Regions from separate parts of the Mus musculus genome. Here region 1 is linked to region 2. A link is a contact called in public Hi-C data. All regions are on one chromosome and are shown on one strand. Each heading gives the region's core, a stretch centred on a gene start, on an enhancer-like site or on the middle of the called end of the contact. The rest is flanking DNA. Distances are from core to core; before and after follow the strand shown.

The links. Hi-C and Micro-C count contacts between places; a contact is called where the count stands out from the background.
Region 1: a contact with region 2 is called in a Hi-C map of the N1E-115 cell line, with 4 times the contacts expected there. The contact joins two enhancer-like sites. A contact is called at or near these places in 7 of 484 Hi-C or Micro-C datasets (the N1E-115 cell line, Sertoli cells, cerebral cortex and 2 more), 4 of 115 datasets of contacts at active chromatin or transcription factors (embryonic stem cells and fibro-adipogenic progenitors) and 1 of 9 other capture datasets (embryonic stem cells).

What each region holds. Positions count from the first base shown.
Region 1 is chr2:5,393,980-5,400,069 of GRCm38.p6, forward strand. All of the region lies in intron 3 of Camk1d (calcium/calmodulin-dependent protein kinase ID), which reads right to left. Among named protein-coding and RNA genes, the nearest start is that of Gm36906, 82 kb to the left of the region's middle. Within about 2 kb of position 2,617, at least 6 of the 459 cell types and tissues checked have an H3K27ac peak or open chromatin away from gene starts, as enhancers often do. A contact at or near this core is called in the N1E-115 cell line, where this site is marked.
Region 2 is chr2:5,156,257-5,162,433 of GRCm38.p6, forward strand. The region is part of intron 2 of Ccdc3 (coiled-coil domain containing 3); the gene reads left to right. It also overlaps the pseudogene Gm13198. Among named protein-coding and RNA genes, the nearest start is that of Ccdc3, 22 kb to the left of the region's middle. Within about 2 kb of position 3,950, at least 8 of the 459 cell types and tissues checked have an H3K27ac peak or open chromatin away from gene starts, as enhancers often do. A contact at or near this core is called in the N1E-115 cell line, where this site is marked.

The DNA of each region.
Region 1 (6,090 bases), core at 1,367-3,866, 240 kb after region 2:
GAAGGATCCTGTTGCAGCATCGTTCTTCCTGGCCAGTCGAGCGCGCGCAAGAACAGATCCAATCAGAAAGCACTGGGTTGCCTACAAGCAAGTATGCTAATATTACATCAATGAGCACATCTCACATTGCCAGCCAGTACACTACTCCTAGGTAGGGCTGCTGAGGAATCGAATGCCTTAGCAACCTACCAGCACCTTCTGCCACCATGAATGCAGTGGCCAACAGGAGGAAGCTTCCGGAGTGTTTCTAGCCCCATTTCTCTATCCCGGATCCAAGTGTGTGGTGTCTTCAGAAATAGGCTCTAGCCACCAGGTTGGCTTATGTTACATGGATGTGGAAATCACTTTAAACAATTTTCAAGGTTAGAGACGGAGTTCAGTCAAGTAGAGTGCTTGACTAATGTTCATAAAGCCTCAGGTTTGAATTCCAGTACTATATAAGACAAGCATATTGGTGCATGCATAATTCCAGAGACAAGGGAATCAGAAGTTCGAGTTATACTCAGTATGCAGAGTCCTGAAGTTCAGCCTGGGATACCAGGGAGTATCTGAATAAACCACACTTGGATCAGGGGTAACTGCTTGACGTAGCACCACTCTGATAGTCATTTCCAAAGACACAACTCCTGACAGACGACAAGAGCTTTGATCAGCAACACCTGTATCACCGAGAGCTAGTTAGAGTTGCAAAGTAATGCCCTTTCCCTATCATACCCAGTGACCAGAATATCTTCGAGTTGGGAGCCATAATCGAGATGACTCTCTCTATATGATAAGCTTGATATCTGTCATGCCTTACGGCATATCCCATTCGAACCTCTCAGCTGTACTTCCTAGCGTATGGGAACCCAAGAGCTAGATTAAGACATTTATTGTCCACAGAGAACTGGCAGAGATGTTTCCATGTTCCCCTAGGGTTAACTGCAGAAGAAATCTGCTAAATAAAAACACTCACTGGGGTGTGTTGTGTCTCCTTTAAGAGCCCAAAAGACCATCCAGGAGCCAACTCTGATGTAATCATATTAGGGTCTCTTTCTTATAAACTTGAGCTTGGACTTACTCACCACAGACCTCCAGGACAGTTTGGTGAAGTAGCCCTGAATTCTCATTGGGACAAGGTTTTATAGGAAATGGGAGCAGGTGAGGGGGTGTCCATCCTGGCAAGCATCTAACTGAATGACTATCGTAAGCCGACAGGTGGGTGTTCTGAAACAAAACCATGAATAATCACAAATGGTCTGAAAGTACATCTAAAACAATCAGACTAGTTTGATTAACTGTTGCTAGGAAGTAGCTAGGGAGTGATTCTGGGGTATGGACCAAGGACAGGCCATGGGGTCCTTGCAGGCACTTAGGTGCAGCTTGGATTTAGCTGCTGGTCAAGTTTTCAGGTTTTTTTGTTTGTTTGTTTGTTTGGTTGGTTGGTTGGTTGTTTTTTCTGTTTTTAAGATGAAGTCGATGGAGTAGGTTTGACCTCTCAGGTGCATATAGATATGACAGTGATATCCATTACTCAAGAGCCTGAGACACAGAATCCTAAGTTCAAGACCAGCCTGTACAACTTAGCAAGACACCATCCTAAATTAAATTAAATTAAATTAAATTAAATTAAATGATGGTCAGGGATTTAGCTCAGTGGTCCTGGTTTGTTCTCTGACACCAGAAATTAAAACAGAAATTAAACAAGAAAACAGAAAGCCTGTTCCAAGAGGAGGAGGAGGAGGAGGAGGAGGAGGAGGAGGAGGAGGAGGAGGAGGAGGGAGACTATAAGTGTTTGGTGTGGGGAAAAGGATGGTACATAGAAGGTATGACCCTAAAATAAGTGAGGACAATCATTTAGGTCAACTCCATCCAGCTTGCTTCCTTTATGTTGGCTCATTTTTGGTCAGAGCAAAATCAGGGGAATGTCTCCCTCCATTCTTCAGTAGTGTAATGGGATGCATGGTGAGACCTTGTGGGAAGCATTTATGAAACAAAGGGTGCTCAACACAGTCTGGTCAGAGAATCTGTAGGGTCAACCCCCCACAGTGGTTTCACTGTACCTCTATTTGGTTTTGATGAGTCAAACAAATCTCTCTGATGTGTTTTGCAAATGTGAATATGCCCAAGAGGACGATAGGGAAAAGAAAGGCAAATTGAAGAGATGATATGAAGTCAGTGGGGACTTCCTCTGTCTGTTCTCAGTGTTCGTGGGAAGGGTGAGATCTAACAGTGAAACTCTCAAGGTCCTGTGTGTTCAGAAAAGAAGCATAAGAGAGGAGGATCAAGAGATGGGTGGTTCCAGCTTTAAAACAATGAGAAAGCCTGTGAAATCAAGTCACGACTCATGAGTAGAAACAGCCCTGAGGTTCTTACATCATTAATCAATTAATTACATCACACACCAAACACACATACACACATACACACACATATACATGTACACACATGCACACACACACACACACACACACACACACACACACACACCATTCTTGTGTTGTATGAAAACTCAAACACCATTTCATAATCAAAGAAGTGGCACGCCAAGCAATAACACTGCTCAGTTCAGCCTGAAGTCAGAAGACCCACTCAGCCATCAAGCTGCCTTTCAGGGAAGGCAATCTATCTCCCCTAAGTGCAGATTTAAAAACTAGAGGGAGCCATCTGGTGGCTTGAGTGTCTGTTAATTAAAACCCTTCTCTTAGCTTTGTACCCCATGGGCACCTTTACTTCAGCAAAAAGGCATTAGACAAAGCAGTGGTGAGTCTGGACACCAGACCTGAGTTTGATCCTTAGCATCCATGCAAAAACAAAAACAAAAACAAACAAACAAAAACAACAACAACAAAATAAACCCAGACATGGTGGTGTGTAACTGTAACCCCAGTCAGTGCTGGGGGACCCCAAGGGCTTGTTGGCCATTGAGTCTAGCCAAAATGGCAAGTTCCAAATTCAGTGAGACCATATCTCAAAAAAGGAAAAAAAATAATAAGGTGAAGAACCAACTGAAAAAGACGTCCCAAAGGCAGACTCTGGCCTCCACATGTACTAGCATAGTGGAGTCCAGATGCATATCTGCATATGTATACTCACACACACACACATACACACAGAGACACACACACACAGACATGTGCACAGACACACACATACACAAATACACACATACACATGCACACACACACCAAACACACACATACATACACACACAAACACACACACATACACACACAGAGACACATGCACACACACACATACACACATACACACACAGAGACACATGTACACACACACATACACACACATATACATGTACACACATGCTCATGCATACACACACACACATACACAAACACCACACACACACACACCCCATTCTTGTGTTGTATGAAAACTCAAACACCATTTACTGGGAATTAAAAAAAAAGAAGCTTTCCTGTGCTGTATCAATGTCAAACATCTATGTTTACACAGAATCTAATCAAGATTAAGAGTGTGTACCCTCAGGAGGAATACTGGAAGTATTTCCCTATTTCTGAAAACGAACCCAAATGAAGAGTCTATGAATGGTAAAAGGTTTTGCTTTGAACTTGATCTTAAGATCAAGTACCACATGCAGTAGGAGACAACTGAATAGGAATAAAACTAAAAATTAACTGAAATCATGTGAGCCAATGGCCCCCTGAGAGGTTACACAGGTTTCACGAGCTTGGTCATGTTTCCATTTTGGTAGTAGACTTTTCCAGAAAACCTCAACTACTGAAACCCATTAAAATAATTTGGTTTAATGTGCCCTTCCATTCAGTTCTGCCTGGGGATTGCTACTGATTGCAGTATAATGTCTGTTTTTGCAAATGTTGATTTTCTCCTCTGTGGCAGATCTTTTTATTTTTTTTCTCACGGAGGAAACTTCATGTGTTATAATCACCAGGAAATAATTACTTCAAAACTGGAGACAAAGCTGGGCATCGTGGTTCGTGCCTTTACTCCCAGCATTTACTATGTAGTGGCAGGTGGATCTCTGTTAGTTCAAGCCAGTCTGCAATACAGAGTGAATTCCAGGCCAGATAAAATAGTGAGACCCCCCATATCAAAAAACTAACAAAATAAAAGGAAACCTGCAGACAGTTGCCTTGAGTCTGAGGTGCTCCTTTGTGCCAACAATAACCTCTGTCAACGTTTCTCCTCTCTCTCTCCAACTTGCTCAGCCCTTAGCTGTGCTCCTGAGCATAATTTCTTTTTTTAATGAGGAAAACCAGTCCCTTCATGAAAGCCTAATTACACCGATTTCCCTGGGAACTGTGAAGAACAAGCAGTTAAAGGCTCCCCATTATTTCCTTTGTCGTTAACTGTTAGACTGGAACTCAGCTGTAAGAATGCACCGGAAAAGTTGGCGTAAATGTTATAGAGATCAAACTGTAATTTTTCAAATTACTTAAGAACCCAATACAAAGACTCCTCTTAGGAAGAGGACATTTTCGTCTCCTATGGTAAAACCGCAGGTAATATTAGAAAGGGATGAAATGTACTGTCACTGGAGTGCTTCTAAAGCTAATTGCATTCTGATTTTAATATTGATAAATATGTTTATAATGAGAAAACATCACAGTGCGTTCCTAGTGAAAACGTAGCATGACTGCCACAGTTAGCGTCAGCTATCAACTTGACAGAAACCTGGAGTCACCTGGGATCGGGGACCACAGATGAAGAGTTGCCTACATCCGACTGGCCTTGAGCCATGCCTTCGAGACATTTCCTTAATAGCTCATTGACGCAGGAGAGTGTAGCCCTGTGGATAGTGCCAGCCTTAAGACATGAAGTTGGGCTATATGTCTTTTTAATTGCTACTAGGCATAATGTTGTCTTCAGTCTCAGATATTAGGAGGCCGAGCTACATGAATTCAAGGATATCCCGGTCTACAAAGTGAGTTCTAGGACAGCCTGGGCTACAGAGAGAAACCCTGCCATCAACAAACAAACCAACAACCTAAACCAAAACAAGACAAAACAAGACAAAATTCTCACAGATCAGTGCTTTATTCAGCCATCATTAGAGACGCTTCCTCCTGCAGCACATGGGGACAAATGAGTCTCTACCCATTGCCAGACATTATACAGAGAGAGGGAGGGAGGGAAAGGGAGAGGGAGGGGGAGGGGGAGGGGGAGGGGGAGGGGGAGGGGGAGGGGGAGGGGGGAGAGAGACAGACCTCGGAACACACCGCTCTAAACTAGATTTTCCATCAAATTCCTCCCCACAGAGCTCAGGGAAACCCATGAAAGAAGAGGTAGTAAGGACCAGAGGACATGGAGGACACGGGAGAACAAGCCCTCTAAATCAACCGGGCAAGTCTCATAACCACTCGGAGACTGAAGCAGATGCACGGGGCCTTCACGGGTCTGCACCATGGCCGCTGTGTATCTATCGTAGCTTCAGTTCAGGATTTTTATGGGCATCGTGAGCGTGTGAACAAGCGCATCTCTGACTTGTGCCTTCTCCTGGGAATCTTTTTTTTTTTTTTTTTTTTTTTTTTTTGGTTCATTTGCCTTGTCCAACTTGGAGGGGATGTCTTTTATTTTATCTCATTATATTTTATTGTGTTATGTTTTGTTGTTATCTCTTAGAAGCCTGTTATTTTCTGATGAGACAGAAAGGGAGTGGATCTGGATGGGAAGGGGAGGGAGGAGGCGCTGGGGGGAGTAGGAGGAGAGGAAACTATAACCAGGCTATACTGTATGAGAAAAGAATCTATTTTTAATAAATGGGGAAAATGGAAACCAAAAATCATATTTCTAAAACACAACAAAGAACCTAGCTAAGCACGTACTAGGTAACAAGCCGGTTAGCAAGGTTCCTCCATGGTCCCTGCTTCAGTTCTTTCCCCGAGTTCTTGCCCTGGCTTCCCTGGACTGTAATCTAGAAGCCAAATAAACCCTTTCCACCCCAAAGCTACTTTCAGTCAGAGTGGTTTCTCACAGCAGCAGAAGACAAACCAGAACGATGACCGAGGTGACCAGATACATGGGTGATGGTGTCCATACTGGAGAGAGTCTTGCCAATCCACCCTCTTCTTGCTGTCCTTCTTGCTCAGGTGACAGTCTCAGAAGCAG
Region 2 (6,177 bases), core at 2,700-5,199:
CTTTACTGGTCATGAGTGAAACTGTAGGCCATGGTTGTGACAGAACTGCTTATAGTCTATAATGCCCTTGTATTGCTTATCTGCTGTGATTTGCTTGCTGGCATGATACATCTGCTGCAGCAGCTTGACCCTCTCGATGGGTGCTACCACCATCTTGGAGATGGCCGCAGCCACTCCACTGGCCAAGAAGTCCTTGGCGAAGGACACGGTGGCATCTGTCATGTTGAAAGCAAAAAAAAGAAGAGGCAGGCGAGTGTGGGACAGGACTGGGTCGACAACTGGCTTTGACTCCCTGACTCTGTGTGGTTCATATCCCCAAGGAACAGGGAATCCTGTCCATCTAGCGTGGGAACCTGGCCAATGTCATCAGATACTTCACCACTCAGGCTCTCAACTTTGCCTTCAAAGATAAATACAAGCAGATCTTTCTGGGTGGTGTGGACAAGATGACCCAGTTTTGACGCTACTTTGCAGGAAACCTGGCATCAGGTGGTGCTGCTGGGGCCACATCCTTGTGCTTTGTGTACCTTCTAGATTTTGCCCGTACCCATGTAGCAGCTGATGTGGGCAAAGCCGGAAAGGAAATTCAAAGGCCTTGGTGACTGCCTGGTTAAGATTTACAAATCTGGTGGGATTACAGGCCTGTGCCAAGGCTTTAATGTGTCAGTACAGGGCATTATCATCTACCGAGCTGCCTACTTTGGTATCTATGATACTAGAAAGGGAATGCTCCCAGATCCCAAGAATTCTCACATCTTCATCAGCTGGAGGATTGCACAGTCTGTCACTGCTGTCGCTGGCCTGACTTCTTATCCTTTTGGCACAGTTTGCCATCGTACCATGATGCAGTCCTTTTCAAATGGGCGGCAACACTGGCGGCAGCTGGGTCGCGGCTTTGCAAGGCCATCCCAAAGGTGCTGGCACCAAGACAGGAGTGTGGAGACAAAAGGGCAACTGCCTTAAAAACTTTTATTACCATGAAGTACAAGTGGAGGTCAGAGGTGTGATGTCACTTCCTTCCTCCTACTTTATGGAGTTTCAGGGATCAAATTGGGGCCTCCAGGCTTTCATCCTTGGCTCCACGTGGGTTTTAGCCCCTGAGCCACCTTTCCAGCTCAGGGTCTTGATTTTATCCTTTTTTTCTTCCAGATTCCTCCTCCCTCTCAGAGGCCCTCTGAGCCACCCTTACCCAGGGGTTAGTTTCAGCGTTCAGCTTTCCCAGCATACATTGCCTTTATCATAGGCCTGCAGGGACATTTCTGAGGCTGCTGGATCTCAGTGCTTACAAATGCTGCCTGTGAACCTGGTGCTCAGGGAGATTTCCTGCTGTCCCCCTAGGCAGTCTTGGCTCTGGCTGCCCAGACTCTCTGGGATGCTGCCCGGCTTCAGAGGCTGTATCTCATCTCAGCCGTGACACCCGGCAGAATCATGCATCCCTCCTGGGGGGTGGGTGGGCTAAGCAAAGCCTAGATGCTGTTGGCAGGAACGTTCAGGGTCCCCCAGAGGTGACCTGGGACTCTTGAGGCCAGTCTGTTAATTTTGCACAGATGTGGGATGCAGACTGCCAGGGACAGAAAACTGTCTAATCCAACCCTGAAGTGCAACATCTCAGGAAGCTGTGAAGAGAGAGACAAAAAGGTCAGGGAAGTCAGAAAGTAGGGCTGCAAGACAACGGCTTATCCCATAGCCCTACCTGCTAGCATGGGGCCTGTCTGTAGTTTATGTATGTGAGTACACTATCACTCTCTTCAGACACACCAGAAGAGGGCATTGGATCCCATTTCAGATGGTTGTGAGCCACCATGTGGTTGCTGGGAATTGAACTCAGGACCTCTGGAAGAGCAGTCAGTGCTCTTTAAACTCTGAGCCATCTCTGCAGCCCAGCCTATCTGTATCGACTTTATATCCAGACACTGACACGGGGTTTCAAAAGTGTACAGTTGGGTGGTTGTTGTTTGTTTGTTTGGTTTTGCACATAGCTTTGTAGTTGAGTAAAATAGTCCTGCTGAAAGTTACTGGCAAGATGGCTCAGTAGGTAAAGCACTTGCCTCACAAGCTGGCAGATCAGAGTTTGAACTCCAGGAACCACATAAGAGAAGGGAAGTTATAGTGCTACATGCTGGTAAGCCAATTGCTGAGGCTGCACGGTGAGTCCCTGGGGCTCCCTGGCCAGCTAGCTCAGCCTACAAGCTCATTGAGAGACCTTGCCTAAAACAAACAAGGGGTGTAGCATGTGAGTGAGGATAGCCTACACACACACACACACGCACACGCACACGCACACGCACACGCACACGCACACACACACACACACACACACACAAGCACGTGCATGTCTACATGCACAGAACAAGAGAAATGAAACTGAAATTGCTCTGATCTGAAATACCCCTGGAGCTGTAAAGGATGCGACAGAGATGTAGATGTGAGCTGTAGATGATGTGAGCTGTAGATGTGAGCTGTAGATGTGAGCTGTAGATGTGAGCTGTAGATGTGAGCTGTAGATGTGAGCTGTAGATGTGAGCTGTAGATGTGAGCTGTAGATGTGAGCTGTAGATGTGAGCTGTAGATGGTGAGCTGTAGATGGTGAGCTGTAGATGTGCTCCAGTTGGTTCTGTATCTCAGGGAAAGTCCTTCCTTCTGTGTCCTGGCCCCAGGGCTGGAAAGAGGCTCTGAGAGAAGGACAGCTTTCTAGTTTTCAGGGACATGGGGACATGGTTGTAGTCCTCAGTACTTGGCTTACCAGAGATCAAGTGCCTGTGGTTTCTAGATTCCCTTCCTCTTCTCTCCCCTCTTCCCTTTTTCCTTCCTCCCTCTCTTCCTCTCTTTCTCCTTTCCTCCCTCCATCATTTTCTCTCCCTCCCTTCTTCTTCTCCCTCCTTCTCTCTCTTCCTTTCTTCCTCCTTCCCTCCCTCCTTCCTTCCTTCTTTTCTTCCTTCCTCCATTCCTCCACTCATTATTCCCTCCACAGAGACCCCAGGTTGCTTGCCCCAGCTCTCAGCTTGCTTGCTTTCTGCCCACCCTGGCTTGTGTGCTCCTTCCTTCCTTCCTTCCTTCCTTCCTTCCTTCCTCCCTCCCTCCCTCCCTCCCTCCCTCCCTCCCTTCTTTCTTTTTCTTTCTTTCTTTCTTTCTTTCTTTCTTTCTTTCTTTCTTTCTTTCTTTCTTTCTTTCTTTCTTTTTCTTTCTTTCTTCATGAGTATTTTTCACTCCCCCCCATATTTGGGGGCTGTGGTGGGTTGAATGGGAGTGGCCCCCTTAGACTCATAGATTTGAATGCTTCTCATTGGAGAGTGGTGCTACTTGATGGGGGGGGGGTGCTTAGGAGGCATGGCCTTGTTGGAGTGGGTGGGGCTTGTTAGAGAAAGTGGGTCACTGGGGATGGGCTTTGAGGCTTCCAAATGCTCAAGTCAGGCCCAGTGTCACTCTCTGCCTGTTGCTTGTGGATCTGAGTAGAACTCTCGAGCTCTTCCTCCAGCATCCCGGCCACCTGCACACTGCCATGCTTCCCACCATGATGACAGTGGACTAAACCTCTGAAACTGCAACAGCCCCAACTGAATGCTTTCCTTTGTAAGAGTTGCTGTGGTCATGGTGTCTCTTCACTGACTAACCCCCCAACTCCAACAGGCCCTACAGTTTCTTTCTGCTTCTTCACTACCTCATCCTTGCTGTCACAGGACCTCAAGGCTCTGCCACACGGCTGGTGGTGTAGATTAAGTCAAGGTACGTGTTAAAGGGCAGCAGTAAGAATTCGTTCCTTCCTTTCAAATACTTAAATTTAAAAGCCTTGAGCCTTTCATCCTGAAATGAGAGTGAGGTACACGTTTTAGAGCTGGAGAGTGACTTCTGTCCAGATGATGTATTGGGTTCCTTCGACCACACAGTTGATACCATCCAGACCCCGCCATGCACAAGTCCAGGCTGAGCTTGTTCATGTGCACTGTGGCTCCAGAAAAAGATGGAGCCCATATCCAGGCATGACCCCAGTGAGTATTTATCTGAAGCGGGTAATGAGCGAGACTTTGGTCTTCTCACATCCAATTCTGTTGATGAACAATAGGCACTTAACGCGTGTCTGTTTGGGATGAAATATTGAGACTGCCAATGGAGGCAGCAGAGCACATGGTCCAGTGTTTAAAATACTGCTTATGAAATCTTACTGGAGAGGCCCCAGGGGAGCCTGGATTCTGTTATGAGAAACACTAATTAATTGAAGCCCTCTGTGGAGGTCACTTCTAAAGCCTCGAGACAATCTCTGTAGCAAATGGATTTCTCTCTTGCCTGGGGGGTGGGGGCATCACTTTCTGGAGGGACCTGCTGATGACGGAGGCTTTTAGAAGCTCTGGTTGCCAACACTGCAATCTAAGTGCCTATTCTAAGGGTGGGGGTTTGCCCTCCTCCTTTAAGATCTATACGGACGGCTGGTTTGATGGACCTGACGGACTGAGATGGAAGAGAGTTGTCTTCTGACCACCGCATACATGTTGTGGTGTGTGCATCCCCCCACTGTGCACATGTTTGCATGCACACGCACACACACACACACCAAATAACAATAATAAGGAGCTTTATGTATCCAGTATCAGTGAGCATCAGGGACATCGAGGCAGCACTGAGGAATGACAGTCCCGAAATTACTGAAGGTGGATGGCATCTCAGAATCTGGACTGGGACAGACCTAGGGTAGCATCTTAGCTCTGTTTCTTATGAACTCTGCAAGCGCGTTTATGTCCTTCAGTGTCACCGAGCCTTAGCTTTGGCTATGGGCTACAAGAATGGTCCCCTTTCTGAGTTTTGAGATCTAGGTGAGATGTCCATGCAGCGTTCAGCACAGACATTGAGACACAGACGAGGAAGTGTCCCACGGGAGAAAGGGGGGGTCTCAGGTTTAGTGAGTCCCAAAGGGCCTGCCTTGTGACCCATGGGCATTTACCTGCCATTGCAGCGTGGGGTAGAGCTCATGGTGGCAGAGTCTGGACTTCTAAGTGGATGCCTCTTCAGAGCCCGAACCCCTGATGGTGGGAGGCATGGGGTGGGGCACTCAGAAGCCTGCCATGCTGTGCAGCGCCCTCTGCTGACGTGTGAGAGTCTTTGTCCAGGCCAGAGCATGAGGTGATGGCTGCTGTGGAGAGCGTTGGTATAGAGACAGTGTGGGCTAGTGGGTGACTCAGAGCCCTCACCCCATTTAATCATTTTATGATTGAGAGGAGGCAGTGGTTTGTAAAGACTAGGTTTGCGGGCTGGGGGTGGTCCTTACTTGGCAGAATGCTTGCCTAACATGACTGACGCTCTGGGTTTGATTCCCAGAACTGCATAAACTGATGGCCACGTGGGAGGTCCAGAAGTTCAAGGTCATCCTAGGCTATGTAGCAATTGGAGGCCAGCCTGGGCTATGTGAGGCATTGTCTTGGGGGAAGGAAAAAAAAGGAAAAATTAGATTTGGCACCAGGGAGTTGGTTTAGTCAGGAGCTTAGGAAAGTACTGACTGTGGAAGGAGGGGGAGACAGGAGGATCCCTGAACTTCACTGGCCAGCCAAATTAGACAAACCAGTGAGTTTCAGGTTGAGAGAGAGAGAGAGAGAGAGAGAGAGAGAGAGAGAGAGAGAGAGAGAGAGAGAGAGAGACTCTCTCTAATAAAGCAAAACTGAAGAACAACTAGGGATTAGATCAGACATTGATCCCTACTGTCTGCACACACCTGTGTACACTTGTAAGCACACCTATACACACACACATATACCAAACTAGAAAAAAATAGATTTTGTTTCTTATAGCACAGCAAGTGGGATAGAGATGCAGGAAACTCCCACATACCTGCTGCCTTCACATATGTGCAGCCTCCCTGACTGTCAACACCCCCAGCAGGGTGGGACATGGCTTTAAGGATCTGTCAGCCTACAGTTATAGATACTGTTATCACACGGGCCCCATGGCTTTCATTAGGGTCCATGTTTGGTGTTACATTTGTGTGTGGGCAAATACAGAATAGCTTGTATCTGCCATTAGTGTGTCTTTCAGAACAGTCCGTCTACTCCAAGCATCTTCTGTCTTCCACTGGTTCAGGATTCATCCCCTCTTCTCTGGTCTTCTTTTCAGCAAGGGTTGAATTATTTGTATACAGACAGCACTATGTACGGCCCATGTGTCTGTTTTTATCTGTTTGTGTGGTGATGCTAT